2 separate regions of the Danio rerio genome follow, and region 1 is linked to region 2. Evidence: chromatin contacts called from public Hi-C data. All regions are on one chromosome and are shown on one strand. Each heading gives the region's core, a stretch centred on a gene start, on an enhancer-like site or on the middle of the called end of the contact. The rest is flanking DNA. Distances are from core to core; before and after follow the strand shown.

Evidence for each region. A called contact is a pair of places that touch in the nucleus more often than the background predicts.
Region 1: a Hi-C map of an unstated tissue shows a contact between it and region 2, with 3 times the contacts expected there. The contact joins the promoter of agap3 here to the promoter of zgc:92591 in region 2. A contact is called at or near these places in 2 of 18 Hi-C or Micro-C datasets (hematopoietic stem cells and an unstated tissue).

The regions. Positions count from the first base shown.
Region 1 is chr24:38,661,877-38,664,687 of GRCz12tu, reverse strand. agap3 (ArfGAP with GTPase domain, ankyrin repeat and PH domain 3) reads left to right here and starts at 1,318. Exons shown (of 14, transcript XR_012399506.1): 1 at 1,318-2,101.
Region 2 is chr24:38,251,371-38,254,360 of GRCz12tu, reverse strand. zgc:92591 reads right to left here and starts at 1,288. Exons shown (of 2, transcript NM_001002724.2): 1 at 1,099-1,288. The coding sequence starts at 1,215. The region is part of intron 13 of agap3 (ArfGAP with GTPase domain, ankyrin repeat and PH domain 3); the gene reads left to right.

The sequences.
Region 1 (2,811 bases), core at 69-2,568, 410 kb before region 2:
AAACCCAACAATAGATCTGTCCAGCCTGACGTGTCTAATGTGTACTTTAGTAACTGTAAATTATGGTCTTTTGATATTGCTAAAGCTGTAACCTGTAAACAAAAACGGTAGATCTCTTTGTTGAGTGTGCCCTGTGCCGGTGAAGGACTGAGCAATTATAAGTATTAAACCGTCAAGCAAAATATCTGGTTACATAATACCGAAGCATCAATCGCTTTATTATACCAACACCACCCAAACATCCAATCGAATCTCACTCCCCCATTTCTAGCACCGTTACGTGACGTGTGACGTCGCAGTGCATGGTAGTGGTCGAATCGTTCTATCGAACCGAATCTTTTGAATGATTCTCTACTGCGAGTCGTGTTTGGAAATCACAGGGCTGATTGTTTCAATAATATCCAGCTGCAGGCCCGCAGAACCACACACGTTTTAGGCACACACAATCTAGGACACACAATCTAGGCAAACCATATGGTTACGACGGATGTTGTGTTATTAACGTCTTTTTGAACATCGTCATCGATATATTTTGATATATGTGGTTAATAAATATTGTACACAATAAACAATAGTGTTTACTTTACTATATTTCACAAATATTGCAATCGAGACGGCCGAATGGGGAGCATTGTTTCCACCATTCAATATAATAGACTGAACAGTTTTTAATGAGTCATTATAGCTGATCAGTCATTATTATCTGATAAGATAATAATAAGATAATATTATTATTATTGTGATTGTGATTGTATTATTATTGTGATTATGATTGTTTAGGTGAGATAGGATCAGAAATGTGTCTTGTGTCTTACATGATACATTTAATAAGCAAACCTAATGATAACTTATGTATTGCAAGGAATTAATCAAAACAACGTTGTAATTGACAAGGATATAGCCTATCTGAGGTAACGTCAGGATTTTATTCCTTCGCTTGTTTTCATATTTGAAGAAAATTATGACGTCTGTGCTAATTTTAATAAACTGCAACGTCAATTAGAGATTCGTTATTTTCCTGTCAGATTCTTTTTTTACATTGTAAATGTGCAGTTACGTATGAGTGAGCACTTTACATCAGTTCTGAGCTCGAAATTTCACAGAATTATCGCTGATATCAACGTAAATTTATGTATAAAAACATAAGCACCCTTTTGAGAAAAAACTCAAACAAAACGGCTATTCGACTCTTTGAACAGGTTCAATAAGTGAACCGATTCGCTAAATGAATCAAACTTTCCACATCGTTTGGATGGAGGTGGGGGCCGGGGAGGGACTTCTTGGACCAAAAGAGGATTCAAACGTGTTTATGACTTCAGAGTAGAACCGTCGCATTCAGTCAGTCAATGGACTCGGGCGCATTGCGATAACCGGCCTCATTGTGTTCGCTTCAGGCTGGGAAGCAAAACAGAGAGAGATTCGGTCCAGAAGATCGCCCAAAAAACAAAGGTGTGTCCATCTGAAAGACATTCATTGTGTGCAAAAAAAGGACAGGACACGCGCAAAAGAGCGAGATCGTCGCTGGGAACAATGATGCTGACTGAAGTTTTGCTATTATGAGCAAGGCGCACGGATTGTTGGAAACCCATTGATGCGTCACATATAGTAGTTATCATTCCTCATCAAACTACAGTGTGTGCTGTGCGGATTCGTCGCGCGCTCTCCAAAACCACTCCAAACGCGGCAGTTCTATTATTCCCGTGAGCGGTTCCTCAATCCACAACGATGAATTACCAGTCGAGCGTCCCGGTTTCGGTGTCAGTGTCCGGGATCTCTCAGCAGTCCCAGCCCGCCATGCCCACCCCGGGCACGGTACCCGCACCGGTGCCCGTTCCTCAGCAAATCCCGCCTCAGTTCGGATCCGGATCGTCCGGGAGCTCCGGGGCGGGTCAGTTTGGCTCGGGAACCGTATCGGGCCCTGCAGCGCAGTCCGGCCCGCCGGGCTCTCAGTTCGTTTTGTCCAACTCAGCAGCCATCAGAGCCGAGATCCATCGGTTCGAGTCCGTCCACCCGAACATTTATGCAATATACGACCTGATCGAGCGCATCGATGACCTGGCCCTCCAGAACCAGATTCGCGAGCATGTGATCTCTATTGAAGGTAAGCGCAAGGCCAGATTAATTGATGCCACAATGAAACATTGTATTGTCTGTCAGTGTAAAGCAGATGGTGCATGAACACAAGGCGACGTAAATGAGTGTACAGCCCGCGTGTTGTCATAATCATACCAATTAGGGGCTACTGATAGCCTTGTTAATAATAACTTCTCCAAAAAAAAAAATCATAATAAATTAATATGTATTGCATGACATCAATTAAACAATAATAAACCAAATATTTGTTTTCGATGATGATGCACACAAAAAGTACAGCTGATGATTACACTTTCCTCTGCATGGATTGTTTGGCATGCTTATATAAGCTCACGCTTGCAAAATGCATCAGTGTGTTGTGGATGCAAATCAAATTGTGTATCAGAGATCTGTAGCTCTTTGCATTAATATCGACATGCCAGTCAGATGGGATTTTCACAGCAGATCTTAATGCAGGTTTGATTGTTTCATTATCATAAGCCCTTCTGGAAAATGCTTTCCAAGCTTCCTCCCATCCACTGTTTGTTCATCAGCCGTTGGGTTAAATGAGTTTTTCCCATTGATTTTGTCAAAGACATTGACTCTGGATCTAGAGACAAACTGTTTTACAGTGCATCACAAAAGCTGATGGCGTATGCAACACATCTATGAATAGAAATCAATGTTATGGATGAACAATGAACAACCACTTGATAGCCAACAAGCAATAAATGCAAT
Region 2 (2,990 bases), core at 39-2,538:
TTGACTTAATGTGCCTGCTGGATGTTTAAGGCCATTTCGGTCATCATACAGTAAACATCCGTCATCTTCTCATCAGTGACACGCATCTAAACAGTCTCTGGGTCAATGTGTGTAAAGATTTTGGACACTTTTAATGCTTCCAAACAGTTTGCTGCAATTATAAATCAAAATGAACAACCTCAAAGACATGGGTGAGACGATTTACCTTCTATGTGCGATTTGATCGGACAGGAATCAAAGGACTGATTTTTCTAATCCTCATAGACAGGAAAAGATAAAGTAGTGACTGCAGGTTGAAGGAAAGAATTGGAGTAAAAGTACTGATACCACACTAAAAACGCACTCAAGGGAAATTACACATTTTTAAAACAACTTGGTAAGTTACCATTACTGAGAAAACTAGTCAATTACAGTAATTTGGGTATTTTTAGTTTGATACTTTACAACACTGAGCACATTCAAATAGTTTTAATAAAAGTGATAGTTTAAAATGAAAATGTCATATTAGTTTATAAATCCTCAAGGCTTATGAAATTTTCTTATTCAATAGAAGATTCAGATTGATCAAGCTGATGAATTTTATTAATATTATTAATGAGAACTGTAGGTTTAAAGGTTAGTTACTTCAAAACTGTAATGTAAAGTGACCGACTCTTATTAGGTTAAACAATAATTCAAATTCCAATTAAAGCATTTAAAAGCAAAATATAAAATCACTGATACTTACAATAAAGTTTTGTAATGCTTTAACGTTATAGTAAAGACATTTGTTTCAGGTAAGAATAAGTTTAGAACCTTTTAAGTAGGCTACATTATGTGTACTAACATTATCGAAATAGTTCTTGTCCGTTTAAACAATTCATAATGCCAATTTGAGCGAGGAATGATTCCTAAACCCCTCTGAAAGAGTATTTAAATCGTTTGGAGAATCAGTTCAATTGACTCATTTAAAAGATCCGACTCAATGATTCATTCTTGAATAAAGCGCACGTGGTGTTAAATACACGTGTTTTAATCGTAATTTACATTAGAATTTATTAGTTTCACATAATAAATATGAATTCTTTAAACTTTCTTATTCATAAACGCATCACTCACCTGCTTCAAAACTTTGTAGATATACACTGCATAGGTTTCCCTTCTCTTTGACTTCCGTTTAGATCCTTTTTTGTCCCCTGGCGCTTTGCCCTTCTTTTTTGCTCCTTCATTAGACATCATGGATATTCATATATTAATAACACTAAGCAATATTTTAATCTCTCATTGACGGGTTAGCCGTTTGGCAGATCTCCAGCTGGCCTTCATCAGCCATTTATGACGTGTACGGAAGTGAACACTAATTGGAAAGCGTCTGAGCTCAATCTCGCGTGGCGGACGGAATTCGGATCAGTCTTCAAGAGATCAAGTATGTTTTCCAGTCGCTTTTTTTCTATTAAGTGTCACATAAATCAGTTTGTAAGTGAAACTGTTAAACGTATTAGACTACCTACATTTTACGACATGAGCTGCATGCTTTTGGTCATAAAACCAAAACATATAATTTGGTCTTCCATTTTGTGAACTTGAAATGACCAAGAAATAATATCATAGTATTAGTCAATTTACGTAATTAGACTAGTTGTGTAAAAAATAATTTGTTAAGTAAGTTAAATTAAAGCAGCCCCTGTGTGTGTGTGTGTGTGTGTGTGTGTGTGTGTGTGTGTGTGTGTGTGTGTGTGTGTGTGTGTGTGTGTGTGTGTGTGTGTGTGTGTGTGTGCGCGTGCGTGCGCGCGTGTGTAGAGAGAGACAGAGAGAGAGCAATATAAAAACTAGATATTAAAGTTTGAGGACAAACTTTATGGTGGCTTGAAAAGCCGAATCTGAAAGTTTGAAGTGGTTGAATTAGCATGTTACTAGCATGATTCTAGCATGAATTAGCATACTACTAGGATAATTCTAGCATGAATTAGCATGTTAGTACCATGATTCTTACATGAATTAGCATGTTGTTAGCATGATTCTAGCATGAATTAGCATGGTACTAGCATGATTCTAGCATGAATTAGCATGTTGTTAGCATAAATCTAGCATAAATTAGCATGTTACTAGCATGATTCTAGCATGAATTAGCATGTTGTTAGCATGATTCTAGCATGAATTAGCATTTTACTAGGCGGTTGCTAGGGTGTTTTAAGTGGTTGCTAGGTGGTTGCTAAGATGGTGCAAGGCAGTTGCTAAGGTGGTCTGACTAGTTGCTAGGGTGTTGCTAGACGGTTGCTAGGGTGTTTTGAGTGGTTGCTAGGTGGTTGCTAAGGTGGTGCTAGGCAGTTGCTAAGGTGTTCTGACTAGTTGCTAAGTGGTTACTAAGGTGTTGCAAGGTGGTCGCTAGGGTATTCTGAGTGGTTGCTAGGTTGTTGCTAAGGTGTTGCTAGGCGGTTGCTAGGGTGTTCTGAGTGGTTGCTAAGGTGTTGCTAGGTGGTTGCTAAGGTGTCCTAAGTGGTTGCTAGGTGGTTGCTAGGGTATTCTGAGTGGTTGCTAAGGCGTTGCTAGGTGGTTGCTAGGGTGTCCTGAGTGGTTGCTAGGTGGTTGCTAAGGTGTTGCTAGGCGGTTGCTAGGGTGTTCTGAGTGGTTGCTAGGTGGTTGCTAAGGTGTTGCTAGGTGGTTGCTAAGGTGTCCTGAGTGGTTGCTAGGTGGTTGCTAAGGTGTTGCTAGGTGGTTGCTAAGGTGTTGCTAGGCGGTTGCTAGGGTGTCCTAAGTGGTTGCTAGGTGGTTGCTAAGGTGTTGCTAGGCGGTTGCTAGGGTGTCCTAAGTGGTTGCTAGGTAGTTGCTAAGGTGTTGCTAGGCGGTTGCTAGGGTGTTCTGAGTGGTTGCTAGGTGGTTGCTAAGGTGTTGCTAGGTGGTTGCTAAGGTGTCCTAAGTGGTTGTTAGATGGTTGCTAGGGTGTTCTGAGTGGTTACTAAGGCGTTGCTAGGTGGTTGCTAGGGTGTCCCAAGTGGTTGCTAGGTGGTTGC